2 separate regions of the Mus musculus genome follow, and region 1 is linked to region 2. Evidence: chromatin contacts called from public HiChIP or PLAC-seq data. All regions are on one chromosome and are shown on one strand. The core of a region is the stretch at or near the end of the contact, and the rest is flanking DNA. Distances in the headings are between cores, read along the strand shown.

Evidence for each region. HiChIP or PLAC-seq counts read pairs in DNA pulled down with a chosen protein or histone mark.
Region 1: a contact with region 2 is called in an H3K27ac HiChIP or PLAC-seq map of embryonic fibroblasts, with 8 times the contacts expected there. The contact joins two enhancer-like sites. A contact is called at or near these places in 2 of 115 datasets of contacts at active chromatin or transcription factors (embryonic fibroblasts and large pre-B cells).

What each region holds. Positions count from the first base shown.
Region 1 is chr15:85,682,690-85,688,663 of GRCm38.p6, reverse strand. No RefSeq gene overlaps it. Among named protein-coding and RNA genes, the nearest start is that of Lncppara, 18 kb to the left of the region's middle. Within about 2 kb of position 1,498, at least 139 of the 459 cell types and tissues checked have an H3K27ac peak or open chromatin away from gene starts, as enhancers often do. A contact at or near this core is called in embryonic fibroblasts, where this site is marked.
Region 2 is chr15:85,243,286-85,250,168 of GRCm38.p6, reverse strand. Fbln1 (fibulin 1) reads right to left here. Exons shown (of 17, transcript NM_010180.2): 14 at 5,863-5,986. Among named protein-coding and RNA genes, the nearest start is that of Fbln1, 41 kb to the right of the region's middle. Within about 2 kb of position 4,733, at least 46 of the 459 cell types and tissues checked have an H3K27ac peak or open chromatin away from gene starts, as enhancers often do. A contact at or near this core is called in embryonic fibroblasts, where this site is marked.

The sequences.
Region 1 (5,974 bases), core at 249-2,748, 440 kb before region 2:
AGTAGCTATCAGAAGAGGATCCGTCCTCATCGAAGTTTCCTCCCCAGCTGGGAAGGAAAGCTAAAAAATGTTACCACACCCAGCCTTGGAGTCACAGAGACAGAATCTTCATGCCCTACTTTCCCTGACAGAGGGATGGGCAGTGAGCCTGAGAGACCTAGGGGTAGGAGACCGCCACGGCACTTGAATCAGGAACGAATCAGAGAAAATGTGAAGACAGGTGCCTCAGTACCTGGGCAGCAGCAACTAGAATGCAGCAGCAACTGGGATGCGGGGCCTGTTTGGTTCATGAGGTCCCCATGCTGGTCCCACTTAGATCCTACCTGCTGCATGTATCCAGCTCTGGCCCCTCTTTTCCTCTAGCTTTCACACCGAGTCTGGGTCGCTGTCCCCATTTTGCAGATGCAAACAGTGAGGCACTGAAGGCAATGCAAGCGGCTTCCCATTTGGAGGCTGCTCAAAAGGTGCTCCCCGCCCCCAGAGCCAGTGCCAGTGTCAGTGCCAGCGCATACATCCATATTCTCTTCCTGATTCCATGAAGGAGGAGGGTGGTGCACTACCATGCCACCCGCGTAAAGGCCAGGTTGAAGCTGCCACAGACACATATAGCCCTCAGGTGAACTTTGCAAAGCCACCATGTATGTATCCCTTTCCCAGGCCTCCCTAGGGATGAACACACGGGAGGTTTTTTTTTGTTTTGTTTTTTTTTGTTTTTTGTTTTTTTTAAGTAGGATCTCATCCTAGGCCTAGGTTTCTGACCTCTGGAAACCTCTTTGGTCGTTTGCAGAGCCCTCTGGCAGGCCTGGAGCTTCCTGTCGCTGCATTCATAGCTAGGTCACTGGGTGCCAAACAGATGCTAAGGGCTCTGGCTGGCTTGTGTGCGGCCTCTCCAACCACCGTCTCAGACACATTCCACAACCAAGATTCCTTCAAAACCCCCTTCTCTGAAAGCAAACAAAACCGCAGCCTGGGAGCCCAGAGGAGCTCACACTGCTGTGGCTCCGTTTTTTCTTTCTTCTTTCTTCCTTTCCCACCCTCCCTACTTAAATACTACTACAAGGGACATAGAAACCTGCTAACCCTCTCATGTTGAGGATGGGTAAACCGAGGCCCAGAGACTGGAAAAAGGGGTCTAAGGTCCCATAGGTTCTACGATTGGGTGGGAGTTCTGGAATCCAGGCAGGACTGACTTGGGCACATAGCTTCTTTAAGACACAAAATCTGTGTGGTGGTGGTTTTCGGTCAGTCCCAACACCATAACTGGCCCAAAGCATCCCTAGTGATTGGCTGGGCCCTGAACCCACCTGATACTTCCCTGATGTAAGCTGGCTAGTGTGGGCAGGGCTGGGACCCTTGAGCTCCCTGGCACAGACTGAGTGGTGCTCAGCAAATGCAGGAGGAAGTCTCTGGGGAGGCCTAGAAGCTCAGGGGCAGGGCTCCAGAAAAGCAGGCTGCTCTAATGGAAACCAGTCAGTGGCTAACTCCCCCCCCCTGACTTTGGTTTCCATGGGGACAGGATAGGAGGTGGAGCTCTGGCGTGGCTGCTGCAGCAGATGTGGCCTGTTCAGGGCTGGTGGGGGTGGGGGGGTGGGGGTGGCGCCTGGCAGGGAGCCCTGGGACGTGGCAGGAGTAAGACTGGGCGCAGGGCCCTGCAGCCATAGCTATGGTGGTCAGCTTTAGGGAAGAGCCCAGGGCTGTCGGTCCACCACCTCCAGGAAGTCTCCTGGATTCCTCAGGTGCTCTCAACCCACGACCCAAGCCTCCTCCAAAGGGAGTAGGCCCACGGGCATCTCAGTGGGAGCCTGGCCTTCCTGAAGATATCTGCATTAGTCATGCCAGCCATGTGGATGCTCTGTGTGCCTCAGGCCTGCTGGTACTTGTAAAGTGGGGGGAGTTGGGGAGCGAGACAGGGATCACCACCACATGGTCCTCTACTGTTCTCTCGATGGTACCGATGGCTCTCCTCCCACAGGCACACTTGGCCTGGTGTGCTACGGGGCCTACAACCTGAGTGATGGAGGCCTAAAGAATCAAAGGAGCTCCATACCATTGTGATATGCAAGAGACTCTGTGGGCTTGGGGGACACAAGCCCCCAACGTGGGCCACACCAACTAATGCAGCTGGGTGGGACTCTTAGAAGTCCCCCTTGCTCTGTGCTTTGACACACTTACCACGGAGAACTAGCCTTTTATGAGCCCATCATGACCTGGGACACAGCATCCAGGCTCCCAGTTCTAAGTAGCTCCCTGCCTCAGGACTATGGGAAACAATGGGGACACCAGGCTCCCTCCTCATCTCTTGCTGCTACCCTGAGTGTGGTCCACAGCACATCAGACCACATAGGTATAGAAACCCTGAGCCAGGGAAGTATCCTAGACCCCCAGAAAACTCAGAGCTGCAGACTCCAGCAGAGAGGTGATGGTAGCTCTGTCAGAGAGGTCTCCAGCAACCCCAAACCTCCATGGCCTAGACCCTCAGGACAACTCCTTTTTATTGCAGCAGAACTCCAGGCCAAAGGAAAGATCCTTACTGGTGTTGGGTGTCTGAGGAGAAACCGGCCAAAGTCAGCCTCTAACAGGCAGGAAATAAACGGGAGTCCAACGCCAGACTCTGGCTGTGGGAAAGCTCTCCAGCCTCTCTGTACCTTGACCTGCTTATATAGAAAAGTTAGCACCCAGCGCTCACTAGACAGGGGGGTTCTCTCTCGAGGGCAAGAACTATGCTCTATTTATTCTGCAGTCTAATGCATTCAGCATGGGCTCCGGTCAGACATCAAGACAAGACAGAATTGGAGACATTAAAATGAATGTGGAGATTGTTTTTTAAAATGCATGACAATTCCCAGCCTGGGCCTGGCACTTAGTAGGTACTCTGCAAAATCACTTCTCCCCATCACACAGAATAAGACCTGTCTGTGGTGTCTAACTTGCACGGGGGCTCTCTGGGAAGAGCCAATTCCGTCCGAGCTCACGCCTGGGCCAAAGCTTTCAGCCTTGGAGCTCTCTAGCCGGGCCTGCTTACCTGCTCTTATCTCCTCTCTTGTCAGCTGGACACTGACCTCAGTGGCCATTCCTTTGCTATCCTGACACCTAGCTGAGGTCCTAGTCATATGCTTGGCCTTAGGAGTGCTCACTTTCCGGTACCTGGCATTGTCCTCTCAGCTGGATGGTCCAGGGGGTCATCTGTTCAAGAATGACCCTGTCTCAGGGGCAGAGCTTTCCCAGGGTGCTCGAGTATGCTGGATACAGGCCTGAGACCCCCCCACCCTAGCCCTCAGGTGCCAAGTATCCCAATGGACTGGCATTGGGCAATTCAGTCTACATTCACAGAAAAGGCCCGGGATGATTAGAGTGTGTCTTCCTGCCCCTGGGACATCTGACAGCAGCCATGTTAGACTCTGAAAGGGTCTATCAGAAGGTCCCATGTTATAGCACCTGGCATATGGAATAGGTGACTAACTGGGACTTTGAAAGCCCAGGCCCAGGTGAGGTTTGTCCCATGAGCTTTTGGCAGGGTGAGAGCAGGCAAGATCCCAGGATCCCTCCAACCACGCCTGAGCCAGAAGCATAGGCACACCCACCCCAGGAATCCTGGGCAGGGCTGGGCACCCAGGAAACTGGGCCAGAGGTTCCAGTGCATACTGGCGTGGCCAGGCCACCTCTTGAGCGCCCCTGCTCCAAGCCTGCATCCCTTACCCAAGCTCAGAAGCCTAGAGAGTCCCAGGGCTCAACACTAACGACTTTTTTCCATGGTCCACCCACAACTGCTGCCATTCGGCAACCCCACATCTAGCCAAATGCCCCCATGACATCACAGACACTTAATTTATGTGTCTGATGTCCTCCCTTCTAGAGAGGGGGAAATTGAGACTAATGTGGACAAGTACCGCACTTTAAAACTCAGGCTTCCAAGGTCTTCCTACTGGTACCAAAAAGGTTAAGAAAGCCGACGACTCATGAGTTTCTCAGTTAAAAAAAAAAAAAAAAAGAAGAACTCACATGAGCTTCCTCCAGGGTCTGAGGCTGATGTTGCATCCCTCTCTTTAAAAAGCTCCAAGTCCTGTCAGGAGGTCCTGTCATGACGCTTCTGTCCCACTTCATCCAACCCTTCAGTCGTATAGTGTTTCTGACAGGCAAGCCCTGCCCTGGGTCCAGCATGTATGCAACATAGGCACACACAGACCTGTCCGGAAAGGCCCAGCCCTTTTGGTGGCTCCTTATAAGAAGGCCCCTAGCAGCCGGATCAGCAGCAGAAGCAGGACTTCCGGGCAGCTCCCCGCCCTCGGCCCGCCTTCCCGGATTCCCGCTCTAGGCCGCCATTTCCTCTGCTGGGCCCCGAGGCTCACTTTCATTCTTCCAGGTCTGCAAATGGCCGGCGCCTGGAACTGTCCATCCATGTAGGGTGAAGACAGACCAGGCCTTACCTGGGCCTTTCCTGGGCCTGGTGAGGACCTAAGACTACCTCTGCTCTGGGACCAACTGTATCCTACCCTCATCTGCTTCAGCTTCCTCCAGTCTAGGGAAGGAGGCTCATCTGTGGCCCCAGGGATCCTGATGGGCTGTCCACTGTAGTCATTGCAAGGGTGTGTACAAAGGGCTTCACAGTCCACTTGAAGAAGAGAAAGAATAATATCTAAAAGACACTGCCGGCCTTGGTAAAAGATGCCCGTCTACTACTGGCACCTGGGCCAAGCCGGAATGCTAGCCAGTGAGAAACACAGAAATGTCTGTATAGGTCACTCACACATACATTTGTGCACGTACCTCTGCAAAGACCTCCTGGTACATCCATGTTCCACCTGTATATGTATGGGGCACATACTAGTGAAAACCTTAGCTAGCCCATAGGGACCTGGAGAAAGGCCCAATGGGGCCTGACTCTTGACCTAGCTGCTTAGCTGCCCAAATCTCTCTGATTTCCCACCTCTCCAGAGGGAGAAGAGAAGGGAGCTCCCTGCTTTGGGAATGTTCCGTGGCTCCGAAGTACAGCAAGGAAGCAGTGGTCGGTACACTCCATTAACTAAGCTTTCTAGTTTGGGTTTAGGCCTTTGCTTTCTGTTCCCATTCTACAGACAAGGAAACTGAGGCTCAGAAAGGGAATGGACCCAACAGTCAGAACACAAAGCTGGCCCCCATCCCCCCCAGCACGTGCTCTTCCCAAAGTGAAAAGCCCCTGTGCCCCTGGCCCAAACAGTCCTGGAGCCATGTCCACACTTGACGCGACACCGTAGATACCCTCTCATTTTGCCTCCAATTACAGTGCCACACATTCCCCTGTCTCTGAGGCTGTGGCTGACAGACTGACAGACCCACAGGGAAAGTATCAAGAGGTTAAAAACCCAGACTCACCACTCCCAGCCAGCTGTGTCGGACTTCATCAAGTTTTTATCTCCACTCCTCTCTAACATCTCCACCAACAGGTATGAACCTTCAAATAAACAAACCACAGAAAAGGACTTCTATTAACAATTGGTTGCAGGAGGGTTGCCGAGGGAGGGGGGAGGGGGGGAGAGTTCCCGGAGATGGGAGTGGGATGTGTGTGACTAGATACCTCTCCCTGCCTCTCTCCCAAAGCAGGAGTCTCCAATGCTCTCTACAGACAGAGAACACAGCGTTTGACTCCAGAGGTACAGAGGTCAGTGCTGAACACATGCGTAAGGGGGAGAAAGTGCAGCTTAGAGTTGATTACATCATCACATGCACACAATTCCCAAAATAAGCAGCTATCATCGTCTGCAAATTATTGGGGCTGTAAAAGCTCTGGCCTCCAGTGTGTTGATACAGCCCAATAAATTCTGCACTTCCTTATCTCGCTAGTATGTATATGTATATGTATATGTATATGTATATGTATATGTATATGTATATGTATATGTATATGTATATGTATATGTATATGTATATGTATATATGTATGTGTGTATATATGTATTATGTGTGTGTGTGTATATATAAATAAAACTTATACCTGCTC
Region 2 (6,883 bases), core at 3,484-5,983:
TGTGTCTTATTGGATGCTTATCAGGGCTGCTAGGAAGCCTCTCACATACTTGACTAGTTAACATTCTGGCTCTAAGAAAAGAGAAGTCCTTCAAGTAAGATCCACAACACCAGTGACAGGAGAGAACCATGCCCACTGAAGACAGAGCCTGTCACTGAGAGTCCAGAGCTGGCAGTAGGGAATAAGGTGGACATCATGGGCACTGCTGAAAGGCAGCCGTCCCTGGAGATGCCAGAGGACTGGGTAAAATGGGGGCACTCTACATGCCAGAGAGATCTTTCTATCAAGGAAGGGCCTTTGATGACTGGGAGAAGGGAGGGCCATAAGAGCCAGGCAGGCAGCTGGGGTTCATGTGCTATGTTCCTCTGGGATGTCAAGGGCAGCAAGCAGTAAGTTTGGGTTTCAAAGTTGGCCTATTTCCCTTTAGAGCACACACACACACACACACACACACACACACACACACAAAGACACACACACACACTCAGACACAAAGATACATACACCGCACCCACTCAAACACACGGAAATACATACACCACACACACTCACACACAGAGACAAGACACACACCACACACACACACACACACACCATACCCATTCATGCACAGAGACACACAATGACACACACATTACACACACTCACACACATACATACTGCTTCGGGAGCAATCTAAATGGATCTGGTCAGTAGGTGGTGCTAGAGTCTCCCTCATGGAATTCACCTTTCCCACTTGTCTGTGAGGCCCTCTACCGACCAAAGACTAGGTCTTGAGTTGCCACAAAAGCACAGCAAATGTGAAGGGAAGGAATGTGAGACACGCATGATGCCCTGATCCAGCTCCCATGACTGTCACATCCAGAGCCTGACAGAGATGACGCTGTCATCCATCAGAGCATCCAAGACCTCCCTGGAAGAGGTGCCTGGGGTGGCTCTTTTTAGACCACTCACTTCCCAAAAGGCCGTGACTCCGCCACTCACTGTGGCACTTTGGCTCTATCTCCAGTGCCAGCACACTTTGTAAATGGTCACTGTACAGGCAGACTTGGACCTTGAGTTTCCTTCTCTGCCCCAAAATTTATTGAAACATCCTAGGGATCAGCATCAGCTGGTGGAGGCTTTTAGTCCCAGAGGCTGGAAGATCTCTGTGAGTTCTAGGCCAGCCTGGTCTACAGAGCGAATTCCAGGACAGCCAGAGCTACACGGAGAAACCCTGTCTTGAAAAATGAGAGAGAGAGAGAGAGAGAGAGAGAGAGAGAGAGAGAGAGAGAGAGAAGAAAAAAGGAAGGGAGGGGAGGGGTAGAAGGGGAAGAGGGGAGGGGAAGAGGGAGAGAAAAGAGGGAGAGGGGAAGAGGGGAGGGGGGAGAAAATGGAAGAGGAAAGGAGAAGAGAGGAGAGGGAGGGGAGAAGGGGGAAGACAGGGAAGGAGAGGAGAGGAGGGGGAAAGGGAGGAGGGGGAAGAGGGGAGGGGAAGAGAGAGGAGGGGAGGGGGGAGAGGAGGGGAGGGGAGAGGAGAGGAGGGGAGAGGAGGGGAGAGGAGGGGAGGGAAATAGAGGGAAGGAAACATCCCAGAAACCATAATCACTGTGTGGCAATCTACTGGTCAGACTAGGGACAGCAATAAAATCTGTTAGCTGAATCACCCCGATGGGGGTGGGCAGTCACTACTGAATCTATTACAGAGTAGGGCGGGGTGTGTGTGTGTGTGTGTGTGTGTGTGTGTGTGTGTGTGTGTCTGTGTGTGTGTGTGTCTGTGTGTCTGTGTATCTGGACCTCAGATCAGCTCAGCATGGCAAGCAGGCTCACGGCTTCCACACGTTTCCCATATACGCATTACAGTGCAATGTGTCCCAATTCTCAGCTTCAACATCTTTGACTGCAGCAGCCCAAGTTCTGTGAAAATGATCAGAAGCCTCCACGGAAGAGAGACAAAAGCGCAGAGAAAAGCAGCAGGGCCGCCCCTGTGACCATCCGCGGACGTCAATTCCATCTGTCGTCCCTGGCCAGGTCCCTCTTGAGCTCTGTGACCATAGCTTTTCACTTTAGCTACTTTCCTAAGACTCAGTATCCAAAGCTACCCAGCCTCATGACAGCTTTACAACCATACTCCATCCGAGTGGCTCTGTGGGCAGGAAAAAGGATGTACCCAGTCCCATCGGGTGCCAGAGGTAGCCCTGAACACAGGAGTAGCAAGCACTCAGAGGTCGGGACCTCAGTGTGTCCACGAGACTCATTGGTGGCTTGTGGTCCTGGCTTGCTTGGTCAGGCTCCTGGGTAGCCAGGAACAGCACAGGAGAGAAGGAAGCTACATGAGGAAAGAAAGGGCCTGAGGCAGAGAGAGAGAGACAGAGAGAGACAGAGACAGAGACAGAGACAGACAGAGAAAGAGAGACAGAGAGAGCACACTAGCACACAGAGGGTAGAAGAGACTGATTCTCACATCTTACCCACTAAAGTTCCAAACAAGCTCCCCCCTAGAGCAGGAACCTCAGGAGAGATGCCCAGTATATATATATGGGCATATATATGTATGTATGTGTATATATGCATGCAGTGTTTGTGTGCATGTATATGCATTCATACATGTTCAGTACATCTGGTATGCACGTCTAAGTGGAGACCCGAGGTTGCCGTCTGATGTCTTCTTTGATCTCTGACATATGTTATGAAGCAGGGCACCTCACTGGAACTCGGAGTATGACAATTTAGTTGGTCTACCCAGCCACCTTGTGTGGATGAATCCTCTGTCTCCATGCTGAGATTACAGGTGGGCTGCTGTGCATTTCTATGTGGGTGTTGGCGACCCGAACTCCAGTCATCAGGCTTGTATGGCAAGAGCTTTCCCTGCTGAGCCATTTCCTCAGCCCAGTTCATTTTTCTCTCTTTGGAGACCGGTCTCATTGAGCCCCAGCTGATTCTGAACTCCTGACCTTCCTGCCTCTACCTCACCAAGGCTGAGGTCACAAGCGTTCTGCCGCGGCATCTGGTTTACTCCGTCTACTAGCCTCCTTTGTAAAGATCAGGGAATTTAGAGAGCTCAGTTTCTAATGAGGAGAAAAGGGAGTTGTAAAATAGAAGTCTCTCATCTGAGATGTGCCAGGAAGTGAGTCTCTTCTCAAATGTGCCACCCCCTAACTGAGGTGAACAATGGGTGACACCTTCCCACGGGAGACTCAGGCCCCACCCCTTCCTCCACCCAACACTGCTGTTGCAAATGGTCTACAACTGAACAGGGACTATCAAAGGAGAAAGCTGTAACCAGAGAGATTCCTATATAGCTGCGATCAGGAAGCCATAACCATGAGTCCTTCATGTGCTATCTCAGGCTGTCCCCATCCGAGAGCCAAGCAACTGGCCAGAAGAACAAACTGATGAAGCCACTCAAAAGGAATTTTGTCCTCTGGTTTGTACATTGGGGAGAAGGACAATGTCCCACCACCCTTATCTCTACCACATCACAATGTGCTCACTGGACCAGCACTGAGACAGGCTTGCCATCCCTGATTATCAGGACCTGACCACGTAAGTCATCTTGGTACCACCGCACATAGGTGGCCCAACGTTGACCCAGGGCCAGAGCACTTAGAAAGGCCAGAAGCCCAGCATTTCTACACTGCAGCCCAAGTTTCTCCATTCTACCCGGCCTCCCAGACCTACAAACCATAACCACAGAGGACCCAACAGTACTGCAGGGATGTATGTGTCTTAGAATGTCTGCCCCATCCACTGGGCAGAATCTATATAGAAGAAGCAGAGGAAGGCTGTGCCCCACAATCAGGGGTCACTCTCAGGGACCCCTGAAGTCCACCCCAACATTCCATCTTATAGCTGAAGACAAGACGCTCCAAGAAACCCAAGTTAGCCTGACTCCACAGCTATGATCTTTCTAGAATGTCAGTCAAGCATGAGGCTTGGAAGAAAAACATCCCCCAGGGGGTTCACTTGGACCTCCCCCAAATCCTCAGTACAGAGGGCTCCACCTCCACCTCCCCCACCCCCATTCTCCTCTCCAGTCCCTGTTAAGGCTCTTGGTGATACACAGACAAGGACAGAAAGTGTCACCGGTAGACAGCCATCTTCCCAGGGTTGAAGCATCAGTCCCCGCCTCCCTCATCCCTGTGTCCGAATCCGGCCTGTTTTGTGGGGAATAGAGAAGCTGTAGGACAGGACAGCCGAGACCTGGCACACCAAACCCACACTGGAAGGAAAGGCACACCAATCCCAAGGATACACTATTTCAGTGTGTGCAGCTCTCAGATCTCCATCACTGCCCAATTCAGCTCCCAGTGGCATTAATTCAAGCCTGGCCAATACCATCCCACTTGCCCACCCGTCTCCACCAGGCTGGCATCCCTCCATTCTCTCAGCATGCTGTGTACTCTGTTCATTGTCTGGCACATGCTCCTAGGAGCTGGCCCAAGTGGTAGGGCATCCATGGATCAATGTTTACCCAGGAGCCCGTATACAGTCAGTCCACCAGCACTTGGTTTTTGCTAACCTTAACAACAAACTCAGTAAGCAAGGTCAAGCTGCCTACCCATGGACTCGTATGTCCTGACCCCAGCAGGGCAGCCTCCTCTTTCAGCCTGATGGCTGCACAGGAGTTAGAATTTGCCATTGCAACCACAGCCTGGCTTCTGGAATCCTCAAACCCAAGTATTTATAATGGGAAACAGAACATAGTCTCAAACCAAGGGTGCATAGCTTTCTTAGTGACTCAGGGTAGCTTTGCCCCAACAGCCAGGCTATTGCGTAACCCCTGCTCTCTTAGGGATTGGACACATTTGCAGACTCTGAGAGTAGCTTTTCCCCTCACCCAGACACAGAAAGAAACAAGGCATTGGGTGTTGCTGAGACAGGGTCTCAATATGTAGCCCAGGCTATCCCCAAGCTGGTCACCCACCTGCCTCTGCCTCTTAGTGCTGGGATTACAGGTTAGCATCATCTCATCAAGGCAGGTGATAGGTTTGTAAGGAGAAGAAAAACAAGCTCAGAGATGCGGGCAGAGTGGTAAGCAAGCAGCCCAAGGTCTGAAAGAACTCAGGGCTGCCAAGGCAGAGCAAGCCAGAAGCTGGACAGGACCACAGCAGAAAAAGCTGTCCCCAAGGTCATGGGGTGAACATCGGAGTCTGAAGCATCATCGAAAGGAAACAATGACCCCTGTGCAGGAGCAATGGCTGGCCAAGAGCCAAAGACAAGTGCAAGGTCAAGAGGTGGAAAATGCAAGCTGTCGGGCCATGTACTTGCTGAGAGCATTTCCGTGCTGTGGGAGAGGTTATCAGTCCACACTCTTGGAATGAGCTCTAGAGTGGGGCTTTCCCGGAAGCAAGGACATGAGTCTCTCTGGACAGAACTCAAATGATGGTGGTTGCTGTGAGAATCATGGCCTAAGGCCCCAGGGACACCAGAGATGTCACCGTGATGATCAGAACTTACAAGGGCACAGTTTCCAGTATAGGACACAGGATACGCCATGCTGTTCCCACACATAATTCAGTTAGACGGAATGCAGATGCCTTAGAAAGTCACCTTGAATCCTGGGTTTTGGCCAAGACTGTGAGATGGCATTGCCACCTGCTCATCTGAGTCAGCATAACTGCACACGTTCATGTTACAGATGAAGAGATTGGGGCCTATCTCCATGACAGCACGCCCACAGTCCAAGATTCATCTGCGGTCACACCCGTGGCCTCCTGATAGTCTCACTGGCCCTCGGGGGCCTGAGAACCAAGAATCAGCAGGTTCCTATAGCCCAATAGGAGAACCCTAAGAAGACCTTGTGAATCACCTGCCCATTCTCAGAGCTGGACCTTTAGGTAGCCCAACCCAGGCAGATGACAGCAGGCCCCAGGGACTTACGTGTCTGCGGAGCGGCGATAGTTCTCGGGGCATTCAAAGGACAGACAGCGGAAGCTGCCCTGGATGTTGAAGCAAGTCTCATTGATGGAACAGTTATGGATGCCGGTCACACACTCATCAATGTCTGCAGAGACCCAGAGACAGCATGGTATAGGCTAGGGTCATGAAAGTCAACCCCACCCAGAGGCAGCATGATCTAGGCTAAAGCCACGAAAACCATCCCCACCTACACAAACTGTGTGTTGACACCCTTGCCCTCTGTGGGTGTAGCATCTGGTGCAAGATCTTCTGTTTACTAGACACCAAGAGTTACCAGACTCCAGAGCACACAGTATCCCTGAGTGGGGGTGTGTAACAAGAGCAGACAGCATAAGAAGGTCCCATAAGCACTGCCTGGGAAGTGTTGTTACAATCCTCATCTTAGGGAAGGCTCACACAGCTGATGGAACCTGCCCACAGTCGCACATTCTATAAGCTTTGAACCCCATTAGGTGGGCACCAGCTAACCACCTAGCATCTTTCCATGGCTCTGAAGGAATGCCACCTGGACCTCAGGCATGACTGGTTCCATCTAGTAGGACAGGTGAGGAAACAAGACCTATAGGAACCATGCAATCCGTCTTGGGTCTCAGGGCAGTGACTAAAGTGGCCAGGCAGGGGGACCAGGCCTGGAGGTCCTCTACAGGGCCTGGGGCCTCTCAAGATGGGGGATCCCCCTCTATGATATTCCAACTTCTGGGGTCCAGAGGTATCACTGAGCCTAGGAGGCAGTTGTTGAGAAGTGTCCTGTGTTTGACTACCACTGGCAAAGGCAACCCTGGCCAATCCCAGAGAGCACGGCTTCAGGAATGTGGTCTTACGGTGTTTTTACATTTTTATTTGTGTGGGCATGTGCCACAGCATGTGTGTGGAGCTCAGAGGACAACTTGCAAAGAGCCTGTTCACTCTGCCCAGGGATTGAACTCAGGCTCTTGGCAACAAGAGCCTTAGCCAATGAGCCATTCGGTTCACCAGCCCAGAA